3 separate regions of the Macaca mulatta genome follow, and all the other regions are linked to region 2. Evidence: chromatin contacts called from public Hi-C data. All regions are on one chromosome and are shown on one strand. Each heading gives the region's core, a stretch centred on a gene start, on an enhancer-like site or on the middle of the called end of the contact. The rest is flanking DNA. Distances are from core to core; before and after follow the strand shown. Region 1 holds the start of LOC114679676. Region 2 holds the start of FBXO33 (F-box protein 33). Region 3 holds the start of PNN (pinin, desmosome associated protein).

The links. A called contact is a pair of places that touch in the nucleus more often than the background predicts.
Region 1: a contact with region 2 is called in a Hi-C map of fetal cortex germinal zone, with 2.2 times the contacts expected there. The contact joins the promoter of LOC114679676 here to the promoter of FBXO33 in region 2. A contact is called at or near these places in 2 of 14 Hi-C or Micro-C datasets (fetal cortex germinal zone and fetal cortical plate).
Region 3: a contact with region 2 is called in a Hi-C map of fetal cortex germinal zone, with 2.5 times the contacts expected there. The contact joins the promoter of PNN here to the promoter of FBXO33 in region 2. A contact is called at or near these places in 6 of 14 Hi-C or Micro-C datasets (blood, cortical neurons, fetal cortex germinal zone and 3 more).

The regions. Positions count from the first base shown.
Region 1 is chr7:112,210,358-112,214,130 of T2T-MMU8v2.0, forward strand. LOC114679676 reads left to right here and starts at 1,936. Exons shown (of 2, transcript XM_028851990.2): 1 at 1,936-3,512; 2 at 3,703-3,773. The coding sequence starts at 2,778. It overlaps SEC23A (SEC23 homolog A, COPII coat complex component), which reads right to left and starts at 3,373. Exons shown (of 20, transcript NM_001261363.1): 1 at 3,216-3,373.
Region 2 is chr7:112,548,834-112,552,761 of T2T-MMU8v2.0, forward strand. FBXO33 (F-box protein 33) reads right to left here and starts at 1,569. Exons shown (of 4, transcript XM_001093383.5): 1 at 967-1,569. The coding sequence starts at 1,565.
Region 3 is chr7:112,288,101-112,291,817 of T2T-MMU8v2.0, forward strand. It overlaps PNN (pinin, desmosome associated protein), which reads left to right and starts at 1,318. Exons shown (of 9, transcript XM_002805022.4): 1 at 1,318-1,461; 2 at 2,137-2,208; 3 at 2,589-2,657; 4 at 3,463-3,535; 5 at 3,643-3,717. The coding sequence starts at 1,349.

The DNA.
Region 1 (3,773 bases), core at 686-3,185, 340 kb before region 2:
CAGATGTGAAAACCCACCTGTCCTCTGTTTAGCCTTTTTTTTTTTTCTCTTTGGATACTCAATAATGTTTAAGTTAGGGGTTCTGAAAACAACTGCCTTAGGACCATGAGGAAACCACACTACGAAAGGTTCCAGGAGTCTCAGCAGGAAGACATTCACACACAGATAATAGCCAGGTTTAACTTTCAACTGGTTAACAGGCTGGATTGTATCTCTACATCCTTACTTCTTAAGACATACTAAGTATCACCTTAGTGAAATTTGGGCACAGCTCCCCTTCTCTTCTTCACATTTTTTCCTCTCAATCTCCCTGCTCTAAGATCAATTTGCTTGCTAAATCACATCTATTATACTTCTTACATTCCCACTTTCCAGCAGTAGTTTGAAAAAAGTCCTGTTTCTTAATTGGTCCAATTACTTGGCTATGCACAACACTTCCCTGACTTCCCTCACCTTTCCATTGTAGTAGTCATGCAATCTTAAAATCACGAATTCAAGGACAAAGTTTGCTAGGCTTAGTCCCATGTCCAACAATGGCATATCTGAAATAAAGTCCTTTTACAAGCCAACTTTTCTTTTATTTTCTTTTCTTTTCTTCTTTTGAGACAGAGTTTTGCTCTTGTTGCCCAGGCTGGAGTGCAATGGCACGATCTCGGCTCACCGCAAACTCCACCTCCTGGTTTCAAGCAATTCTCCTGCCTCAGCCTCCTGAGTAGCTGGGATTACAGGCGTGAGCCACCACACGCGGCTAATTTTTGTATTTTTAGTAGAGATGGGGTTTCTCCACGTTGGTCATGCTGGTCTCGAACTCCCGACCTCAGGTGATCCACCCGCTTCCGCCTCCCAAAGTACTGGGATTACAGGTGTGAGCCACCGGGCCCAGCCACAAGCTAGCTTTTCATAAAATGATATTATTTGATAAGCACTCTCTCCCCTAATACTAACAGGTTTGCATAAAAGTATTAAACCAAAGAAATATTATTCCACACACTATATTAGAATGCAGACTTAGCATACTAGCATACTAGTCTCTTTTATTTTTGAGATGGAGTCTCACTCTACCACCCAGGTTGGAGTGCGGTGGCGCCATTTCGGCTCACGGCAACCTCCACCTCCCGGGTTCAGGCGATTCTCCCGCCTCATCCTCCCGAGTAGCTGGGATTACAGGCGCGAGCTACTATGCCCGGCTAATTTTTCTATTTTTAATAGGGATGGGGTTTCACCTTGTTGGCTAGGCTGGTCTTGAACTCCTGACCTCAGGTGATCCGCCCGCCTCGGCCTCCCAAAGTGCTGGGATTACAGGCATAAACCGCTGCGCCCAGCCACTAGTCTTTTTTTTTTTTTTTTTTTTAGGTGATACAAAACACAAAAGACTATTCTAAAGAAATGTCCGATTTCAGTACAATATACTTTAGTTACATAATTTTATCATAATAGAGCTAAAAGCTAAGAAGCAAACCATTATGTCACTTTAACCTAGTATATCAAATATGTGCCCAAGTAGTATTTTAAAAGACTTCCCTGGCCAGGCGCAGTGGCTCACGCCTGTAATCCCAGCACTTTCGGAGGCCGAGGCGGGTGGATCAGGAGGTCATGAGATCGAGACCAGCATGGCCAATATGGTTAAACTCCGTCTCTACTAAAAAATACAAAAATTAGCCAGGCGTGGTGGCGGGCGCCTATTAGTCCCAGCTACTAGGGAGGCTGAGGCAGGAGAACAGCTTGAACCTGGGAGGCAGAGCTTGCAGTGAGCTGAGATCCTTCAACTGCACTCCAGCCTGGGTGACAGGGAGAGACTCCATCTCAAACAAACAAACCAAAAAGACTTTCCCTATGATAGTTTCTCATATTCTAATTTAAGCTCTTTTATTCATACCTAATTGAAAATTTACTTGCCAAGTAAATTTGAGTTCCTTCCAATTAGATGTATTTGTTAGTAGCCAATTAAATTTGTCTCCTACTTTTCACTTGTAAAATCCTCAATGAACTGTCTTCTTATGATCTTGGACAATTTAACCTCTCTGAATCCTCTGTTTTTCTCATCAGCAAGATAAGAGACTTGGACTAGAAAACCACAAGATCCCATCTAACTCTAAAATTCTGTAAATCAGGCCCGGCGTGGTGGCTCACACTTGTAATCTCAGCACTTTGGGAGGCCGAGATGAACGGATCACGAGGTCAGGAGATCGAGACCATCCTGGCTAACACAGTGAAACCCTGTCTCTACTAAAAATACAAAAAAAGCCAGGCGTGGTGGCAGGCGCCTGCAGTCCCAGCTACTCGGGAGGCTGAGAAAGGAGAATGGCATGAACCCGGGAAGGTGGAGGTTGCAGTGAGCCGAGATCACGCTACTTCTGAAATGATGTTCATTCACTACCAGAGGAGGAAAAGAAGGAAAACTTAACATGCACTTATATTTTAATCTAAAACCTTTTTAAATCAAGTTAATTTGGCTAGTTATCCATGGCTTTGGAGGGTAGAGGTTAAGGGAGTTCACGTGAAAACGAGAATTCCACATACCCCCTCCAGTGATTGATGTAGATTTACTATTACTTTCCTCAGGTAGTACCTTTACCACCAAATCGGGAAACACTACTTGCCTTAGAAAGAAAGCCCAATGGGATAGGATTGGTCCTGCTGGAAAACTCAACTTTTTGTAATCAAAACCTAAGGCATTATCTTTACCTAGCTCTTTTCCCCTTTAACTTCCAAGGCTGAATTACGGGTGACGTAGTTAATTGGGTTCAAAGTCTAGGACACTCCAGATCTGGCAAGGAATGAAACAGAAAGTCCAAGGGCCCAGAGGCGATGATGGGCTTGGGTGGAGGTGGGTGGCCCAGGAGGTGGAGGTGGGTGGCCCAGGAGGTGGGGGTGGGTGGCCCAGGAGGTGGGGGTGGGTGCTGGGCGAGATGCTCCAACCACCGTTTTCCACACGACTCCCATCTTTCCACCGAATCCTGGGGAGCCAGAGGAGGAGCCCGGGCCCCCGGCCCCGGCAGAGCCAAGTGGGTGAGAGGGTGGCAAGCTCACCGCTCAACGCTCCCCGCGCCGGACTGGGCCTCAGACTCCGGCACACCTCGCGGGCCCGAGGGCACCGAGAGGGCAGAGCCGGGACCACCCCAGGACCCCAGCCGCCAGCCCGCCGCCGCCAGCCCGCCCCCGCTTTCCGCTGCGCACCTGAGGTCCCCCAGGAGCGGAGACGAGGCGGCCCTTACCTCACTGTCCCCCTGCCGGACCCGTCGCAGCCTCCGCTTTGCAAAATCAGTCCTCTCCGCCCAGGAGGAGCAGTCCGTGGCACCGCAATCAGGGCTGGCGCCACCCCGCCCCGGGCCTCACCGAAGACCTCCGCCCGGCCAACATGGCTGGCGCCGCCTCTGCCACGTCAAGAGGAGGGGACGGGGCGTGAGGGCAGGAAGGGGGCAGGAAGGGGCGGGCGCAGAGTTACCCGGGCGGGCCACCGTCCCCTGAGCTTAATAACCGGAGGATTTGAGAAAGGCGCGCGGCGGGCGAAGGTACCGAGAGGGAAGAAGGGAGGAGAGGTAGCGGGGACCGAGCCAGAGGGGCGGAAGAACCCGGACAACCCAGGCAGCCGGGCGGCCGAGGGGCGTGGGACCGGGCACAGCGGGACCGGGAAAGGGAGCGGCGCCGGGGGAGCTCCTTCACCCCGCTCCGCAGAGCCACAGCGTATCCCACTACCTGCAGGTCGCGGAAGGAGTGGAGCACTGGTGCCACTCGGACACCTTAACTTACGGAGAGAAATGGAGACGGCCTCC
Region 2 (3,928 bases), core at 319-2,818:
TGAGAGGCTCAAATAACACAGTGAATGTGAAACTGCTGAAGTGTTTTTACTATGTAAGGTGCTCCTTTTGTGAACTTCTAAACTTTCTTCTAATAAGAGTTTTACTGTAAGGTTCTTTAGAATATCCATATACAGAAGATCGAAATTAATAGGGTTTTGGAGGTGGCGATGGAGAAAAATGACGATTGGAAGGGATACTGGGTCAGAACATAAGGTGTTGGTTCCAGAATTACAGGGAAGTCCTGATGCAAAACCAGAAGAGTTATGTGCTTACCCTTTGCAGACCCTGGCCAACTCCCTCGCTGCCCGCCCCCCTCCTCCGCCCGACTGTTACTTTTAAGTGAACTACTGGGGACAAGTTGAGTGTGGGGGTGTATGGGGAGGGTCTTTCAACCCTGAAGATCAACTTCTTCCCCAAGCCTTTTAACAAACACTCCTCCTTCTCTTCCGGCCTTGTTCAGTTAGCCGAAACTATTTCTGGTAAGAAAACGGCTGTTACAAAATTTCTTTTAGGCAGCGTCCTATGAGTACTCCTTCCCCCACAATGAACTATTTCTAACAGACAGATTGAGAGTCAGAAAATCGTATTATGTGTATGTTTTGTTTCTTCCAAGGCTCACCCACAGGCCTCACCCTCCCAGCCTTAACTCTCCCATCTATAAAATGAAAAATGACAGCGCCTGTCAGCTCCATCCCACGGCCACCGAGAGGATGAATGACTGCCTAGAAGGCGCCAGAAGTGGTGTCTGTTAAACACCCAGTCCACCACTGTCTATAAAGTATCATGATGAGTCCCGTTATGCCCTTCCGCTCAAGGAAACCGCCTGGTTAGAACCAACACTCTCCGTCACTGAAGAAGGCAACGCTGAAGTTGGCCGGGCGCGTATTACGCACAGAATCTGTGTCGGGGTGCGGGAACGGAGCCACCCCCGTTACAGGGCGGGGCGGGGCTCACGACATGCCTACCTGTTGTTCCGGATGCTGACCAGGACGCAAAGCACCAGCTCCAAGTAGGTGCGCAGCACTTCCAGCCAACGAGCAGAGAGCTGCAGGGCCTCGACTTCCTCCCCTCCAGTCCCGGTGTCCGCGCCACCTCCGTCTCCTGGGCCGCCGCCGCTCAGGTAGTTCTCCGCGGCGAATTCAACATGCAGCTCCCGCACGAACCAGCCGCACTTGCGCATGAGGAATTCCAGCCGAGGCTGCTCCGCGGGCGAGACGCGGAGGCAGATGCGGAGCTGGGGCCAGAGGGCCGGATAGAAGAGGCACTCACGCCAGTGGGAGCAGGAGGCCGAGGCCCGCAGCCGGTCGGGCGCCGGCAGAAAAGAGAAGATGTGCACGATCAGCTCGCTGGGCAGCGACGCAGCGCCCGCCGCCTGCCCGCACAGAGCCATCCGGCCCCGTCGCCGGGTGCCGGCTTCCGGCCGCCCCCGCAGTACCCGGAGCAGCCCCCGCAGCCGTCGCAGCTGCTGCAGCCGCAGCCACCGCCACCGCGCCACCCGGGCGGCCCCGGCTCGGGTTCGAGCTCCCGGCGGTCGGGGCTGCGGCACTGACAAGAACAACAACATCAATGACAAGGAAGAAGGGGGCGGAACCGTCGTGGGTCTCGGCGGAACCAACTAGAGCACAAGTTGTAGAGAGGGGGAAAGGCCTCTGCGGGCGTGGCCTGCCGGAGCCAGCCTCTGTCCTCTCAAACTCTACTCACGTGCGTCCGAGGCTGGCACACTGAATAACTGCAATGCCCTCCCTCCTAAAGTTCAGTGGCCCGGAAGCCTCAAGGCATACTGTAAGGGAAAGGCAGCCCTCCCTGCGCCAGTCGGGGGAGACAGAGAAGTGGTAGGAGCTGAGCTTGACGTCGCCTCAGGTGGGAGGAGTCCGGCGCGCACCAGCGCGACTTCCGGAAGAGGGGAGCGCCCGATTGCCTGTAGGGACGGGAGACGCGGCACGTGATCTCTGACGCACGCAGGCCGCGGGGCGGGGCGGGGCGGCACTGGGCGGGGTGGAAACAGCACTTGGCGCCCCTTACGCCTTAGGGCGGACGCTGCGCCCAGTCACATCCGTAAGTCGGTGAATTTTGGCGCTAAGTGGAAGGAGGTGGCGGTACTCTGGCTTATTGCGAGAGGTCGTCACGCTTCTCTGTAAAACGTTTCTCAGTTTGGGCTGAGGACCCTGAGCCAAAGTGGCAGCATGCAGGGCCTTTCTGGGCCATCCCACCTGCCCAAAGTAGGGTTAAGAATTCCTGAGATTGCGCCGCTGAGAGGGAGCAGGCGGACGGGCTGGCTAACCCCGGCGGGCTGTGCGGGGAGGGGCGGCGTGGGGCGTGGCAGAGGCCGCGAGTGGACCTGCCCCGTCGTCCGACCACGAAGGTGGACTTTCGCGCACTCGCTAATGTGTGGGGAAGCAGTGAGGACAGCGTCACCCTTTGGATTCTAAGGGAGAGATCCGCAGGTTGTTACCAGCCTCTTCTCCAGGGCATGAGGAAGGGTCTCTGTTCCCAGGGCTGAGATTTAAGGCTCTTATTGAAGAGAAGTTCACAGTGATGACAGAGCTTTGATTTTCTTTTTCTTCTTTTCTTTTCTTTTTTGCCTGTTACCCCTAACTTAGGTTGTCTAAATCATGTCCCTAACTTCACCACAGCCTACCTGCCAAGTAAACTCTGGTTGCAAAGAGTGGTGAAGTCAGAAAGGATTAAGTGACTTTATGTAATAATCGAGGGTTGCTGCTTTAGGGAGGCTGCCTCTTTATGTAATAATTGAGGGTTGCTTTAGGGAGGCTGTGATTTTGGAACAGCCTCGTTCTTTTGTGGTAAACACCAAGACTCTTTTTTTTGTTGTTGTTTTAAGGGGCGGATAGTTTAATAGGCAAGAAAGAAGGAAGAAGTAGGAAGGAAGAAGCTCCCCTCTACAGAGACAGACGGAGGGGGGGCTCCAAAGTCGGAAGACGAGACCCCCCCCCGCGGCGTTCTAGATGTTCTTAACCCTTTGAGGGCAAAGCTCTCCGTTCATGTTTCTTAATGCCTTACATACGAGTTTGCCAACAACATGATGATGTTTATCAGTTGTGATAGGTTACTTCTCCTAGCCCCTGTTTGCAAGAGTTTTAGGTAATTATACCTTATTAATTTTAATAAACACTTAGAGGGCGAACCGTGGGTTCGGCAGGATGAAACACTACCCATTTACCAGTTTAGAGACATTTAGGTCGTTTCCAGTTATGAATACTGTGAACATTCATATGCAAGTCTTTGTGTGGACGTATGTTTTAATTTGTCTTGGTTAGATAGGAATGAAAGTGATGGGTCGTAGAGTAGTTCTGTGTATAACTTTTTGGGAAACTGGGAAACTTTTCCAAGTGGCTACATCATTTTTCATTCCCACCAGCAATGTATGAGGGTTTCCAGCTCTGACTTTTTTTTTTTGATATTCTGGAAATACACTCTAATTTGAGATTGATATTTGTTTCTTAGCATTTTGCTAGGAACAAGCTACCTTCTTGGATATTGTTAATAATTAGTCTTTAATTATTAAGAATGGTTCCTGAGTAAAATGAAAATATGTCAGTCTGCCATAAATGAAATTAGTTAGTTTAGAATTTCAAACTTTCTCATTAAATGAAGTGTGATAGGAATCCTCTTTTAATAACTATAAGCTAAATAATTAGCTGTGAATCTTGCCCAGTTTCAATAATAAATCTGTGAATTCCAATGGTTGCCCAAAATTTATCTTATCAGGCCAATACATTTAGTATTAATTAAATGTATATGTGGTATGTATATTTAGCATGTTGAGTTAGATTCTTTTGACATGTATTCTATACTGCTAGAATAAAATTGACTCATATAGGGCAGAATGGAATTACATTTTGTGAAGTTATAAAATCTGAGCTATGATTCAGAGTGTGGGAGGAAGTACTGACGTTATAAAGCTCATAA
Region 3 (3,717 bases), core at 68-2,567, 260 kb before region 2:
TGGGATTACGGACATGAGTCACTGTGCCTGGCCTGTGAAAAAACTGTTTTCTGAGCTTCCATTTGTGTATACATATGTTTATAGAACAAAACTGGTTCCCACACTGGCAGTGCAGGTAGGGCAGAACCAGAAGCAGGACAACACACACAGACACCACTAACAATAGGGCCGCTCCCTTAGGCCTGGTCTTAACCAGCTCTAGGCCAGGTGAAGAGGCTAACTCAACCATGACTGCCTGTCTCGCTATTGCTTTCTTTTCTCTAGTACAGATGCTCAGGGTCTAATCAGAGACTGATTCTCAACTGGCGCGACCAAGGGACAGTTATATTATCTCCAGTCTCAATTTCCTTATCAGTAATAACAGGCATTTTTATCCACACTTTTAGTTTGTGAGGAATAAGGCACGTAGAGGGTTTCACAGAGGGTCGGGAACAAGATCAACCCCTAACCAATGTTAGTCATTATGATTAATGACTTTTCCTAGTTTTTATTTTTGTCTTCCTTCTGCTCACTTTAGCCTAATCAGGGTGGGCGTGGTGACTCAAGCCTGTATTCCCAGCACTCTGGGAGGTAGAGGCGGGCGGATCACCTGAGGTCAGGAGTTCGAGACCAGACTGCCCAACATGGTGGAATCCGGTCTCTAATAATACAAAAATTAGCCAGGCGTGTTGGCAAGCGCCTGTAGTCCCAGGTACTCGGGAGACTGAGGCAGGAGAATCGCTTGAACCTGGGAGGCGAAGGTTGCAGTGAGCCGAGATGGTGTCACTGCACTCCAGCCTGGGCGACAGAGCGAGACTCCGTATGAAAAAAAAAAAAAAATTAACCTAATAGAGGAAAGCACGCGCCCACCCCCTCTCTGAGCATGCGCACCAACAGAATAGCCGCGCCCTTTTCTAATTAAACCATTAACCAAGGTGAGGGTAAGGAAGAAAAGGAGGCTTGGCTAAGTCCCACCCTGATGTGATCAGGTTAAAACTGTGTAAGGCACATTACATCATAGGTTAAAAGGCCTGGAAAACTCCGCGCTCTCCTTGCCAGAACTGCAGGCTTGCGGGCCAAGTCTCTGAGAACTCAGGGATTGTGAAACCCGCCCCGGCTCTGCGCTAGCAGCGGGATCCAGGCACCCGCAGCTAATTGGGGAGGGAGGTGACTGCCTGGCTGACTTTTCATTGGCCCAGAGTCACAAAGGCTGCAGGTTCTTCCCCCTTCCGGTCGCTGAGTGGTTGAGGCCGGAAAACAACGCTCATCGTCATTGGCTGAGCCCGGCTGTCAGTCCTTTCGCGTCTCGGCGGCGCGGCACAGCCCGGCGCGGCCTGTAAAGCAGTCTCAGGCCTGCTGCAGGGAGAAGATGGCGGTCGCAGTGAGAACTTTGCAGGAACAGCTAGAAAAGGCCAAAGAGAGCCTTAAGAACGTGGATGAGAATATTCGCAAGCTCACCGGGCGGGATCCGAATGACGTGAGGTAAGGGCTTAACGGGAACTCGGAGCTCGGAGAGGCAGCCCTCTGGTCGGGGTGAATTGGGGGCGGGGAGGGCGGCCAGCCTTCAGAAGGCTGGAACCTCGAGGCCTGTTCGCGGGGCGGCGGGTAAAACCATGTTCTCGCCGAGGTGGAAAAGCCCCAGGCCCCCATCGTAGAGCGCTGGTCTCAGGTTCCTGAGAAAGGAGAGCGAGTCCTGGATACGCCGGCATGGTTTCTCAGGCCTGTGAGAAGACCCAGACTACTGATTCCCGCCCTCGGCCCTGCAGGCCCGGAACTGCAGCACAAAGCCCCTTCCCGCTCTGGCGGGCACCCGGCCCAGGGCTGGCCCCGAGACCCTGCCGGGACGCCACTAGCCACTTCACCCCAACCTCTTGCCCACGTGCAGCTTCCTCGGGGATGGCGGGATGGGGACCTGATTCAGGCTTTTCAATGTGTGGGGGCATCGAGGTGATTATAATTTCTGTGATACAGGTCCTGGAGAAACGAGGAAGTTAAATGAAATAGTACGTCCTGTCCTGTTTCAGACACTTGGGTTTATTTGAAACTATCTTTTTGGAACTTTTGCGATTTTCTCCTTGGATCCATATCTCTGAAAGTAATTGGTGCAACTATGTGTGTCTGCATATGATCTTGCACTGATTTGTAAATCTCTTACAGGCCCATCCAAGCCAGATTGCTGGCCCTTTCTGGTCCTGGTGGAGGTAGAGGACGTGGTAGTTTATTACTGAGGTAAGATTTCCTTTGGACTTTACTCATGCTGAAACTACTGGTACTTTACTTACAAATATATTGGCTTGCACAAAACCTGTGATAAAATCGATAACCCAGTGTTTGTTGTCTTTGTTTAATGCTTGTGATAGACTAGGTTTCCGTATAAATACAGTTATCCTGAAAAACTGGAGGTCGAAGAATATATTAAGTGTACCAATTTTGAGTGAACTTAATTCTTATAGTTTAAAGTAACACTAAAAGCATTTTGGGAATGAATGCCCATTTAAGGCTACTTTAGTTGGAAAGGTTTTTAAAATTTCAACCATATTCTCTTGTCAAATGGAAATACCGTTTATCTTGTATTTCAAGTGCTTTATGTTGAACATTTTAAATTTCAGGCGTGGATTCTCAGATAGTGGAGGAGGACCCCCAGCCAAACAGAGAGACCTTGAAGGGGCAGTCAGTAGGTAGGTCTGTAAAAAGATTCCTGAAGTCTTCTTTAGTTTCTGATGTACAACACAAATACAAATATTTATTAATAATAATGCTGTTTGAGTAATATTACAATTGAGTAGTGTGCCACTTCCCCCCCCTCACAAGTTCTCTTGGTATTTGATTGAACTGAGTCAGTTCTCTCAAAACACAGTTCTGCACTCATGATAACCCACAGTTTATCAAAATAAAGGTCAGGTGAAGAGTAAATTTGGAAAAATTGTCAATTAGTACCATTTTTTTCTGACTTGTAATTGAAATACTTAACCAGTTTGAAATACTTAGAAAATACAGGAGAGCAGAGTTAGTTTGGGTGTTAGTTCACATGTTGTATTCTTTCTCTGCTGGAGGAAAGAATAAAATGGAATGGAGACTTGATAGAACAAAGCTTCTGGAAATGAGTCCTAGAAAGAGAGGGCATTTGCCTTTGGTGTGCAGTTACATAAATACCTCTGGTCATTTAAATTAATTTCTGGCCAGGTACAGTGGCTTATCCCTGTAATCCCAGCACTTTGGGAAGCCAAGGCCAGCAGATCACTTGAGCCCAGGAGTTCCAGACCAGCCTAGGTACATGGTGAAATCACATCCCTACAAAAAGTACAAAAAAGTTACCCAGGCATGCTGGCTCACGCCTGTAGTCCCAGCTTGGGAGGATGAGGCAAGAGGATCACTTGAACCTGGGAGGTCGAGGCTGCAGTGAACTGTGGTGGCACCACTGCACTTCAGCCTGGATGGTATAGTGAAACACTGTCTCAAAAAAAGTAATTTTGTCTATGACAGGCTGGGTGGGGAGCGTCGGACCAGAAGAGAATCACGCCAGGAAAGCGACCCAGAGGATGATGATGTTAAAAAGGTATTGAGATTGAAGGAACTTAAACGAATGTAGTACCTTCACTTTACTACATTTGAAAGCACACCACTCATATGCTAGTTAATTACTGAGATTTTCTTTTTCTGCAGCCAGCATTGCAGTCTTCAGTTGTAGCTACCTCCAAAGAGCGCACGCGTAGAGACCTTATCCAGGATCAAAATATG